Linked DNA regions of Anas platyrhynchos: region 2 is linked to region 1. Evidence: chromatin contacts called from public Hi-C data. All regions are on one chromosome and are shown on one strand. The core of a region is the stretch at or near the end of the contact, and the rest is flanking DNA. Distances in the headings are between cores, read along the strand shown.

Region 1 (6,793 bases), core at 1,068-3,567:
ACAAACTGTATTTTTACACAAGCGCCATCTCTGTCATCCAGAGAAACAAAAAAGCAGAAGTTCAACGGACACTGTACACGTACCTACAAGGGTGCCATACCCTAACACTCCCAAACCATGATCTGCAATGCCAAAAGGGCTTTCATTAAACCCTGTTATCTCCCTTTAATAATACCTCCATGTTTTACTTTGATGATTGGGAGGCTTAAAAGAGGTGTTCAGCTGACAACGCTCCATGAAGTGCTGTAACTACTGGTCTTGAAATCAGAACACCAGCCAGCTACCTTGAGGACCCGGATTCCACAGATTTGCCCAAAGCCATCCAGCAGACAAGTGCTTCAAGTGTGTCACTCAGCTTCCCCAAGATGATGGAGACACTTTCCTTTCCTAGGCACAATAAATTCTACTGCTGAAAGCTGTATACTTTCTTTATACATAAAATATTATAGTATTTTAACCATAAATAGTATTGCTTCTATAACTTAAAGAAGAAAGTCTCATCAAGTTGTTGTTTCCACAGATCTCTACCTTAAAAGCTTCTGTTACTACTTTAAAATAGTAGTACCACTAAATATACCAGTGACAGTGCCAAAATAAGCATCGTCCTCTATGATAAGAATCCTTGCTTCTAGTTATACAAATAAAAAACTTGTAACAACGCTTTTTTTCCACCTAAATTCAATCAAAGAAAGGCTTCTGAACTTCGACTTCCTTGCAGTTAATGGGCCTGTAACTCATGTATGTGCTCATGTAATAAACAGCATGCTCCAAAACTGGACCAAAAAAGTAAAGGAAAAGAAAATCAGCCAACAACGTTCTGGTTCACTAACAGAAGTTAAAGCTTCTTGACAGGGTACTGGAATTCTTAATAACCAAGAATCACTGTGTATGCGTGCACTTATTAAGGGCGTATAAGCTTCTATTCAAAACAAATCTGGAAATTCAGAAGTCACTCTTGTCATCCTTAACTTAGACAGTTGCCTTCACTCAAGTTTTCTATGAGGTATTAGAGTGCCTCACAAATCCATGTCCATAAAAGAATGGAAACAATCCTACAAGAAAGCCTAAGCAGTTAAGTAGCCGTCTCTAGTCTTTTAGAGAGATTATGACGATTACAAGAGAGTTATTCATAAGTAATGTATTCACACATCTTCAATGATATTCTGGAACACAACCCCTTCTACCTGAACAGGGCATCAGAGCTGGTTCCCCAGAAGGGCACAGCAGTTGTCAGGGATAATTTCCCTTCATTGTCTGAAGACCAAGAGCTCAACTTGCCAGCTCTGCCAGTAGCCTTTACCTTCTCCAGTCACTAAAGAAATGTACCGCCAGCACTAAGAGCACAAGCACCAAACAATAACCTTTTTGCAAAGGCACCGAAACGAAGTTATTTTGATGTCTGAGCTACACTCGGTGACACCCCACAGCACCCAGCTTGAAGGACCTATGTCCCACAGACAGTTTCAGCCACAGCACACGCACCGGGACCGTGTTTCACCTCACCCCGGGGTGCACAGAGACCCCTCCTCGCTCCTCCAAACCCTGAAGCCCCTCCAACTTTTCCCCCGACTCCTTTTCGGCGAGGCCCTGGGGAGGGGGGGGGCGATCCGGGAGCCGCTCTCCGCGGGCACACAAAGGGCAGCGCCTCGCCAGGCACCTGCCCCCCGCGTCTCGCCCCTCACCTTGAGGATGTTCTCGTAGATGGTGGCCCGGAACTCCAGCAGCGCCTTCTGGTCGAACTCGCGGCCGTGGATGATCCGCATCTGCTTGAGGAAGGTGGACTTGCCGCTCTCGCCGGCCCCCAGCAGCAGGATCTTGACGAGGCGCCTCACCGCCCGCCTCTCGCGGGCCAGCATCGCGTCGATCTCCCGGCTCCTCCGCCTCGCCTCCCGCTCCGCATCGCGGCTCCGCTCCTTGCCCTCTCTCCGTGCCTGCTCCGGGCCTCGGCCCGGGGCCTCGGCGGGCAGCAGGCAGCGGCTGAGGGTGCGCACCACGCCGGACATGGCGGCGGAGGGGGACGAAGGAGGGGAGGGAGGGAGGGGAGGGAGGGAGCCGCCTCACGGCGCCGCGCCGAGCCCCGGCTGCGCGGCCAGCATCGGGCGGAGGCCGCCGAGACGACGACGACGACGACGAGGAGGAGGAGGAGGTGGAAGGGGGGCGGTGGCGGCGGGGCGCGGCCCGCAGGCCCGGGGAGGGGGCTCCGGCGGCTCGCTCCGAGCCGTGGGGGCGCCCAGGGGCCCGGGCAGCCGCCCCCCGAGCGCCGCGGCCCGGCCTCAGCCCCGCGGCCGCTGAGGGGGTGCAGGGAGGGGAGGGGAGGGGTTGGGGGGGGGGGTGTCAGGGAGCCCCCCGGTGGCTTCAGGCGGCCGGCGGAGGGAGGGGCTCCGCCCCGCCGACGCCGCGCCTGGTTGGGCGAGGGAAGCGTCGCTCAAAGGGTTCTCGGCTCTGATTGGATAAAAGCGCCGTGAGGGGACGGGGGTGCGAGGGGGAGAGGGCGGGGGAGGGAGGGGCAGGGCGGGGGAGGGGGAGGAGCCTCGCGGAGGGAGGCGGGGCAAAGCGAGGGAGGGCCAATGGCGGGCGTGGGGCGGAGCGCGGTGGTGGAGGAGGGGGCGTGGCCTGCGCCGGGCTGGGGGGAGAGGGGCGGTCGGCCGAAGGGGGCGTGGCGAAGGGGTGTGACGTCAGACCGCGACTCCAGGGTGTGACGTCAGGTCGTGACGTCACGTTGCAGCCCCGGCGGCCGGGCCGTGAGGGGCCCCACGGCCTGCTGCAGGCCTGTCCTGTGCTTATTGCTTTGTTTCTGCTTCTGATAGTCTGTGTCATAAATACCTCATCCAGCTCCAGCTGTTTTGTGCTCCCCAGGCCTTTACCAAGCGCTGGGGAAGGCCTAGGCAAAAGAGACGAAAATAAACAAAAACCCTCCCTGGGAGTGCCCACTCTGAGTGTTAATCACACCGAGGTGCTGTTGTCAGCTTCCCCAAAGAGCAAATCTTTTTCTCCTTGCCAAGAGAGAGAACTGAAAAACACCTTTAGGCATTGCAGTAGTCAGGAGAACAACACAAAGCCACGAGCCATTCACTACAACACACAATATGTCTTGAAAAAGCTGTTTCCTCTCGCAGGATCTTGCTCTCTGACTGCACTTTGAGGCAGCACAGCTCATTCCACCCTAAAACACTGCTGCAATTCACCACATTCCCCGCTGGAGGTCGTCATTGCCCCAGAAGAAGCCAGCCAGAGCAGGACGATGCAAACAAACCAGCCCCCAAATCCCCCATGCTCTCAGGCCTGATTTTCAGAGCAGCTGAGCACTCAGGACTCCCGCTGGAATCCACAGAGCCTGAGCTGCCTGAAAATCAGACCCTATGTAACTGTGAAGTGCCCAGATTGGTATTTTCTGATTAGCTCCCTTACTCCTGCCCCACTAGCTTTGTCTGCGCACTGCTTGAGGTCCTCTTCAGACTTCTGAGCTTCTGAAAGTATTTGGCAGAGAATTCAAACAACTGTGAAGTGCAACTCCCGTGATAGGCCTGCCTCGTCTGTAAGTGAGAGCGAAATTATGGTATACAATAACCTCATCAGACAAATCAGCTACCATATGTCCTTAGTTCTCTATGCATCCATCCATGAAAGCAGCTTTCAATAGCTCACATCTAATTGTCAAAAGGAAAAGGTCCACCCCTCCCTCTTTCCCCCGCAGCACTGTTGTTGCTCATCTAATCATTCAGAAGCTGCTCTAAAAACAGGACAAAACAATTTTGTTTACTACTGCGGAGCTGCAGCAGTACGCTTTCTGTTACCCTGCTGAGGGACTGGGCAGAACCTCACAAATGCATGTGGTGATCCCTGCTGATGTTTCTGCAGATATTTTGTGATGAGCGTAAGCAGTAGGTGTAAGCATCCATGTAAAAGCTTATAAGAGAGAGGTCTGTACTCAGTCTCTACAGCTTCCCTTTCTCCATTTCCTTATCATTTACTAGTTTCATGTTTCAAAATTCCAAGTTCACCTCCCTCTTTTGGGCTTGTACTGTTTTTTGTACACCTGCTTCTATTTCTCCCTCCTTCAACTCCCATGGATGTAAAGAAAGAAAAAAGGAGACTGAAAGATGGAATAGAGGAGAGGAGGCTAGAAAGAGGCAGTGAGGGCAACATGATTTCCATTTCCCTTGTTGGCTACAGACTTTTAATGAGCAGGAAAATGAATATGAATTATGATCGGGAAAATTGGGAGCTCTTGCAGCACAAAATTCTGTGCCCCCGGGGTCTGCAAACAGACGGCAGAAGATCAAGGCTGAAAAGTTGTATGGGACTTGGAGAAGCTGTTGGATTGCTTGTACATACAGACCTTACTGCAGCTGGGCATGACATCTGGTCAGCTCAGGCGGATGAGCAAGAAGTTATGGAAGTAGCCCTGATATTGAACACCAGTCTGTAAATCCTGTGATTTCTGTGACTTCTTCAGAAAGTTCATACGAGGCTATGGCCTCACTGATGAATGTCAGCACGAAGTACAGGGAATGAGGAAGGCTGAGGTGCCTGAACTTGGTTCTCTCTGTGTTTCAAGTGTCACTTATTTCTGCTTGGGTTGAGCACAGAGGGGATATATGGATTAAGCCCTTGAAAGCATGAAGAGCTATCTTTCTAGTGTCTTGAAGCCCATAGTTGACCAACCCCAAATTCTTCCTCAGCCCCCTGGATGATGGCCCATTCTTCATCCAGCCTGCTGTGACCCATGCCTTAAAGACTATATTCTGTGCTCTGAAAGTATGACACAGTATGAAGGTGGTACTACTACAAAACTGAATGTTAGTCCATACCTGAGACACTGCTCTTGTCTTCCTGAGCACTACCAGACACTGTCACTGCCAGGAAAAATATTTTGCTCAGTGAAACTGGAAAGCAAAGCAAACAACAATGAGGCTATGCCTACCAGCTTGCAGTACAGCACCATGCAGCAATATTAGAGCTAGCTCGAATGCAATTTAAACTTCAGAGTTTAGGCACGAAACTGGCAATCTTTAGACAACAGCAAGATAAAGTATGCACTAATGGAATCACCTGAGCTGATATATCACCCACCTTGTCCTTTCTCACCACTGTGCTAGATGAGCGAACTGAGTCAAAATACTGAACTGTTGTTACCACAGGGCAGAAGTACTCCCAGCTTAGCCGGACTTGTTAAAAGATGTTGGGGCCCTTGAATTGCTCGTTGTGCATTCAGACAGCAAAGCTTGTAGATCTTAAAAAGATTTATGATCTAAGCTCCTTTTGCTTCTACTCCATTGTTGAGATCGTGACTCTGCCTATCTGAGGAGGTGCAGGAGTTTATATGCACTTCAAGCCCTTACCTAAGCTGGTAGATTTGTAATGTTAAAAGAGCTATATTCTGCTTACTGCATTCTCAGGGGTTTTATGCAGCTTTTTCAATGGCCACCTCTCTGCACACTCCCCACAGCAGCATGAAAAAAATAGAAAAACTGAATAATGTTCTCCTGTGGAGGAATAAAACAAAAACAGTTCAAATAAATCAACTATTTTCTAGTAACCTCATTAAGAATATGGGAACCTTCCAGGACTAATACAGTAGTGTTTTGCTATGGGTACTGACACCTTAGCTGGATGTTTTCTGCAAGTCTTTATGATCTCTATTGTAATTTGCTCTTTTTCAGCAGTCCCAGTTCTTTGAAGTGATTGCAGTCTCAACTCCCATCAAGTCAAAGAAAACTGAAGTAGTTTGGCATCTCTCAAAAAATACATTTAAAAGGGAATTTGTTTCTCAGTATTTGCATTGTCCCTTTTAACATTGCTTTAATATACAGTTGTTTTGTACATGCATTTGTTTTTTTGACCCAGATTTGCCTAAACTTCTTGAGCTTCTAAGCATTAACATCAAGATATTGCAAACAGGCCTAGAAAAAGAACATGAAAACCATAAACAGCCTCATAATGGTATGACTGGAAGAAGAATGGAGGACCAAACAGTGTTTTCAAATTATAATTGTTTGATATCAGAGTATTCTGATTTTTAATTATATTTTCTTTTCCCTTTGCTATCTCTGCAGGCAGGGAGGCTGCAGAAGGTTTCGTTCATGCTTCTTGTGGGTTTGCAAACATGGATTCTCTCACAATTGCCCAGCCCAGATACCAACAGGCAGTAAAAATGCCAAAATATGCTGTGAGGCAAAGTATGCCTGCTTCTTTTATTAAATTTGTAGCCACAGTGTTTTTCTTTTCTGTGTGATATTTTCATCTTCTGTCCCACAGAGAATACATTACTCATATACATAAAATATGTGAGTCGTGGCACTTCTTGTAGTTAATTTTCACTGTTTTCAGCCTGCTTGACAGTAGCCTGTTCTCCTTCATTACACACCAGCCAACGAGTGGATTAGTTTACTTTCAAAACACAAAACCCCATATTAATCCCTGAACAATTAATTATTAAGAGAAGACAAGCATACTTTTAACCCATGCCGTGGCTTTTCTACTTATTTCATATAAGATGGCATGATCTGTGTAATTCCAGGCATGTCCTGCTAAGCATCCTGCAGACTCTAAGTTCTTAATGTGAAGTTCCCTTGGTTGTGCACAGGGACGATGTGCCTTGGTTCGGGGAGTTTAGAAAGATCAGAAAGTGAGGTTCTGCTCAAAGGTGCCCTCAGAAGGCACAGAAACTGGGCCTGTGGGGTCTGAGCGGGTTTATATCCACATGAGGTTATGTCTCAAAAGTCCTTGCTTCTGAGTTCTAAATCTGGAGACATTCCTAGAGCCCCAAGTGACAGAACAGGCATATGCTGGC
Region 2 (6,391 bases), core at 297-2,796, 93 kb after region 1:
ATTCATGTTATGAGACTTTGCAGTCACAAAGCTGCCGGGATGCATGTACAATGGCTGTACCTACACTACTCTATCAGTAAAGGGTAGGCTAAGAATAACAACAAAAACCCTATTCACACTGAATTCTCATTAGAACATTGTTGTCAACTCAGGGAAAAGCCTGCAGAGAGTCCTGAATAAAGCCAAATGTGTACTAATGTTTGCAACGTTCCTCAGAAAGAAACAATTTGTAGCGTGACCAGGCTCTAGTCCCACAGGTAGTTAGTTCATCCATTCCTATACCATCCTTGTGGTTGCAGAACGCTCGTGTCTGCTCAGGAAGAGCAATAACCTGACCATCTATAGCAGATGGGGCCTGCAGACTGGGGAAATAATTGGCAGCATGTCCTAGGAACAGCCTAGGATCCAGAATGATCCCAAGACCCAAGTGCAGCCAGGCTAACCAGCCCTGCTCTGGCTGCCTTCCCCCTTTGTCTAGGCTAGTAGACATCAAGGAGATGGCAAGCAGCCCTCTTATACTTCATACTTACAGTGCGTTCCCCCCCCCATATAAAGCACATCATAAAATAAATGTGTAGTATTTTTATCTATGTACCTTAAAAAAAGAAGGTACAATACTGTTTTGAATTGTCATTTTAATGCTAACGGCTGTTCTTCCATAGTGTATGTGGGGAAACTGATGACAAAGGATAAATGTCTCACCTTTATGAGAGTTTTGAGGGGGCAGTTTCTGTCCTTACCACATCCAGACAACCCAATTTAAGTTACTAGTACTGCACAAATGTAAGTCTGGGTAGAATTTTATCAGCAATTTATAAATGATCTTATATAGTGCTGGAGTCTGCAGCTGTGTTGTCCTGATATTTAGCTGCTCTATAGTGAGCCTCTGACTCCAATATGAATAAATATACCAGTGACAGAATACACAAGCAGGACAATTCTCAAGGGGGCTGCAAATGGATCATCTATTTGGCTATTACTCTTTTTTGATCATTCAGATGTCCTTTATTTGGAGCAAAGGATTTGCTGGGGGAGGGGATACAGAAGAACCTGATGAAAATACCATCAAGGTATACCTAAACTTGGATTTTCAAAACGACTGATACAAGATAATTAAACTCACCTCACTGCAACAAATTAGGCTTGTGAAGAGCAAATGTGAATATATTTGTGGCAGAAACAAAATAAAACCATTATGAAGAAGACTATGGATACTGCAGTGTTTTTCTGGAATTTCTGGATATAGGGACCAATCTTGCTTCTACAGACCAAAGGGAACAGTGCACACCTTCTCAATACCTGATTGTTACAGCTCAGTCCTATACACTGGCATTGTGAACTAATTCTATACATGGAGAAGGAAAACACAGGACATGCCTAACTGTGAACTGCACACAATCACGTACCATGTATCCTTTGTCCTCAAGTCTGCCTACATAGTGAACTGGCTGTGATCCAGAAGACACTTTAGTAATGCTGGGGATGGGGTGAGGATGGATTCTGCTGTTCCCAGGCCTCCAGCGAGTCACACCTCTTAACTGAGCTGAGACAGCAGGTCTGTGTTATGCCAAGCAAGACGATGAATAGAGCTGATGCAACAGCTGTCCATACCTAACCACGTCTATTCGCAAAACCAGAAGCCTGTACTGGGCCAAAGAAGGAAAAACTGCCTTAAATTTACCTGTTTTCCTGCCACACGAGTGAGTTTTTAAAATCTAACAGAAGTTATTCCAGTTTCATGCCAGCATATGCTTTCAGAAAACAAAGGTTGAGTGAAACTTGAAATTTAATATTACCTTGTTTGCATAAGCAAATGGATGATTTACATTCAGATCAATGGAAAGAACAATGAGTTTTTTCAGAAGTCCCTGACTTTAATGATCAGGATGGAATTAAAACAAAACAAAACAAAAAAAAAAAGGAGAATTTCTTTGTTTGCTTCAGCCAAAGTAGTCCTGCTAGGTCAGAGTTACAGCTTCACTGATGAATCAAGACACAGAGAAGTCAGGACTAAATGCAAATCAAGTTTCACCAAAGGGAAAAATGAACGTTTGAACTGAGAAATGAAAAGTACAGATCAAATAAAATTGAGATCCCTCTTTCTCACCACTGGACAAGTCTTGGACAAGACAAATGACAAAACTATAATTCTTTCAGATTTCTCAAAATAAAGATGTAGACAAAAAGTATTCCATAGTTTCATTTAAATGAATCCAACAATTGTGTCGTCTAGGGCAGCATTCAACTCACGGCGTTTAACTGAAATCAAGGGATTAGTCTCCACTATTATACTATAACAAACAGGATAGGTTAATAGCTGTCATTGCCATTTCTAAATGGAGTACTGTATCATAACACATTGTTAGAAATGACAGGCACACATCCCTATTACAGAACTTCTGTAACCTCACACAATAATAGCAATGATGTTTGGATTTTTGCAGAACTTAAAAGATTTTAGTAGAGTCAGTGTTTAGATTTGGTAAGGGAAAGGAAAGAAAAAAACAGAAGTGTTTCTTCTTCGTTTTAATTTAGTGTTGTTTCCTACACAACTCTTACAACTTTTTTGACATATGAGAAATGCCTGGGGGAGGCCAGTCTGTCAGCAAAACAGTCAGGAAAAATTATTTATGGAAAGAACAGAGGTATGGAGGTTTTTTGTCTGTGTGTTTTGTTATTGTTGGTTTTTTAAGACATTTACTCCTTTTTGAGAACAAAAGGAAAGTCAACTATGGACTATGAGCCTTTCTTGATCTCCCCCCTTGTTAGAACAAAACTGTCCCAAAGAATTAGGACTCTCAACACTCAGAATAGAATTGGAAATTGCCATAATGTGTCTCCCATAGTTTCCTACAATATATTATATGCTTGCTTAGGGGCTAACTATTTCTGAACTTTCTCCTGTGCAATAAATAGTTCCCAAATAAAACAGACTGGTGTTCACTGGAGGTCTGTGTGATTCAGCCTCAAACCCACCTCCAACTGCAAGCACAGACCTGAATTGTGCTGTCAGACTTTGCACCAGAATTACACATCAGTGCTCTTAATAATGGCTATTCTTCTTTTCAATATCTTGCAAATGTTTTTGAAAGAGTAGAATTCTTTTCTGCCTAATTTTACTGCCAGGCTTTTTTCCTATAAAACAAGTGAAGGAATCACAGAACAAGTATGATATGGACCGCAAAATTATTGTATGATGTATCAAAATGTCACAACCAAAATTACATTTCCTGTCCTTTTTTCTTATGGCGCTCATCAAATGAGCCTTGGCCAATAAATCCACCTCTCTGCAATCTCATACTATATGATGAAGTTAAAAATAATAATAAAAAAAAGAGCTTTTTTTTTTTTTTTTCAAAGCTCCTAAGTAGGTATGCAGAAATTGTCCAGATACTCAGCTCCATGCCATTTTTCTTGTAAACCTACATAAATGGCTCATGCACAAGTTCTATGAGTCGCCATAACTTCCCTCACCATGCTACTTGAAGGGAAAATGTCAATGCAAAACATATTCACAATTTATTTACATTTAAATCTATGTGTTAGTGGCACCTGTATGAAAACACCAATAGCTATCTCAATTGGAAGTGCACCTACTGCTAATAGTACAAAGTACAGGCAGCTTTGTTACGTTCTCGTCTATTCTCTTTCTCAATCTATCTTTGTCACTCACACCGTATAAACGCTTCTGGTTTCACACATCTCTTGCAGCATACTAATTGTTTCAAATGGTTTTATCCATGGATAAGTGAAGATAAAATTTTAATGATTTAATTACCAAGCTACAGGAAAAAAAAAATAATGATCAAAGGCGGGTGCTTTTAGTATGCTTTTCTCTCATGTTACATTAGAGCCACAGTACAATGCAACGTTGAATATCACTCTTCCCAGCATACTCAACAACAGAGAACTTAGTCCACACCACACCAGAAGGCTGAGTGAATTATGCCAGTTGTTAGTTGCATGTCATGAAGGATGCTTCCTCAAAGAAGGTATCTTAAAAAAGTCAACTGTAATTTCACTCCCTAAGCTTTGAAATCAACTGGGCAATCCAAATACTATTTTTCTAAAGGATGAAAACCAGTTCATTTTTAGCATTTCCTCATCACTTTGCATTTCTCTTGTCAGTTGGCTGCTTTACCCTCCCAGACCTCTGTGTTCAGGTTTAGTAGAGATAAGATTCTGTTGTTCTGTATTACACATTTGAAAAGAAAAAGCTAATTGCTCTGTTTGAATAACTTATTACAATTTGGACTTGATTCTTTTGCTTTTCTCCCCAACAAGATTAGCCTATTATGAAAATCACCACCCAGGCACTACATATCATTGACACAGAGCACAATATAAAGACTGTTTGAGCCTGCCTCTGGGATGCAGCCATTCTAATCCTGCCACTTGGCTCTCATCTCCTAAATGTGAAGAAGTTGGTTAAAATTTTCTATTTCATGTGATGCGCTATGCTCTAATACACATACTGAATATCAAAAACTAGTACGTAAGGAGATGAAAGGGAGTCCGGATTGTTCACTCATTATAAAACATCATTCATTCAAAGACGTTAAATACATCAATAGGCAGCTTTACTCCCTCAGCACAATTCAGAAGGATCAACGATACATGCTAGCTCCTGCTTTAAGAATTAGAGACGAGGCCAGAGCAGGAGGGCAAAGAAAACACACATTTAGCTGCAATTAGAATTCCAGTCCGTTGTAACATAATCATTGTTTTAGTTCACCAAATTTGCAGTTGGCAGCGATCTTGCTCTGTCAGCCATCACTGAGCCTGCTTTGGAAAGACCAATAGTTGTGTTCACAATCAGCTCTTGGCAAAAGTGGTCGCCACGCAGTCACTCAAAGCAACGTGATATCTATATTCTCATCTCATTATCATTATTCTTCTCAGCCAGGATCCCCAGTAAGAAGACAGAGCTGGCCAAGTTCTACAGAAGGCTGTGTGCACAGGATAATAAAGCTGTGAAAGCTACATGCAAAAGGAGGGTACAAAACTAATGTGCCATGAAAAAGGTAAATAATTGATAAGGGAGGTGGTGGAGAAACTGAGGAATTCATCCCAGTCTTGGAAATACTGTGTAGCATGCAACTCTAACACTTGTTGGTAGTATAAAGTGTTTTTTCAATATTCTGGTTCTCATAAAAGCCAGCACCTCAAAATGCAAGCACCACTAAAACTTTTAATCTGCAAATCTCCTGAAGCAACGGTTCAGTTTCATATGTGGTGGTGAAACTGTTATAAATCACTGTGGACAGCCAACATCACTACATCAATGAGTGGCAATGAAAGTGTGGTAGATGAACCTGGCAAGGTAAGTGGCAGGGAGCAACTGTAGAACTGTTGTAGAGCAACACTTGAGTCAGGTCTATGTGTTCAACTTAAAAATTCAGACCTGTGTTTTTCAGTCCTTAGGTAAGAAACAAATTACATGAGTTGTACATATCACAGTTCCATTTACTAAGCATCTCTGTGCTACTCATTTCATATAACACGCTTTTCATACGATTTCATAGAATCTTAGAATATCCCAAGTTGGAAGGGACCCACAAAGATCATTGAGTCCAACTCCTGAGCCCCCAAAGGACCACCCAAAAATCAGATCACATGTCTGAGAGCATTATCCAAACACTTCTTGGATACCAGATTTACATTAAGGAAGTAAAATTCCTTAACGTAAATCTAGCTAACCAAAGATGACCTATGTTATTTCAAAACATTCGAATGTAACTTGCTCAATAAAAGAATGTTTGGAAGACAGAACAGCAGAGAATCTGAGCTATTCACTTACTAAAAAGCATCATCCATTCACAGCTGATATTTTCCAGCTGATCTATTTCATTTTGCTTTCTCTGGGAAAAATAAAAACAAAACCAACCATCAAGCAAAAAATACACCAAAAACAGAGCCAAGGAAATCAACAATTTTGAGCTACACTGAAAGCACATATGGAGAGTTCAGTCCCTGGTCTATCACATTGAAGAAAAAAAATACCGCTTATGTCCTTTCCAATTAGGCTTTATAGATTTTTCGTACTTAACCACAATCACCCAAAAGACATGCAATGGATAGCATACCCATAGGTTCCTGGTAAAACTATGCAGCACTCTTTCACCATCATGAAAACTGTAGGAAAACTTGTCATGCAAATGTATCATTAACACTTTAGTTAAAATTATCAGAGGCTTCCAGTAAGCAATGGTTTTTCCTAAGTCAGCTTTTGTTGCCTGGCATCTTTGCAAATGCCTACAAATGTCTTCATAAGTTCCTGATAAAGAGTACTTAAGGAGGAAGAAGCAACAGTAGTTTCTGAGATCTCACAGCATTTTCAAGCATTCACATTTCCAGGGAAAATGAAGAGATTAGTTTCAACTCTTTCTCA

Evidence for each region. Hi-C and Micro-C count contacts between places; a contact is called where the count stands out from the background.
Region 2: a contact with region 1 is called in a Hi-C map of skeletal muscle, with 3 times the contacts expected there. The contact joins the enhancer-like site here to the promoter of GNA12 in region 1. A contact is called at or near these places in 3 of 8 Hi-C or Micro-C datasets (liver, skeletal muscle and subcutaneous adipose tissue).

The regions. Positions count from the first base shown.
Region 1 is chr15:15,519,881-15,526,673 of IASCAAS_PekinDuck_T2T, forward strand. GNA12 (G protein subunit alpha 12) reads right to left here and starts at 2,318. Exons shown (of 4, transcript XM_005020110.6): 1 at 1,683-2,318. The coding sequence starts at 2,003.
Region 2 is chr15:15,613,890-15,620,280 of IASCAAS_PekinDuck_T2T, forward strand. No RefSeq gene overlaps it. Among named protein-coding and RNA genes, the nearest start is that of SDK1, 31 kb to the right of the region's middle. Within about 2 kb of position 1,547, at least 1 of the 8 cell types and tissues checked has an H3K27ac peak or open chromatin away from gene starts, as enhancers often do.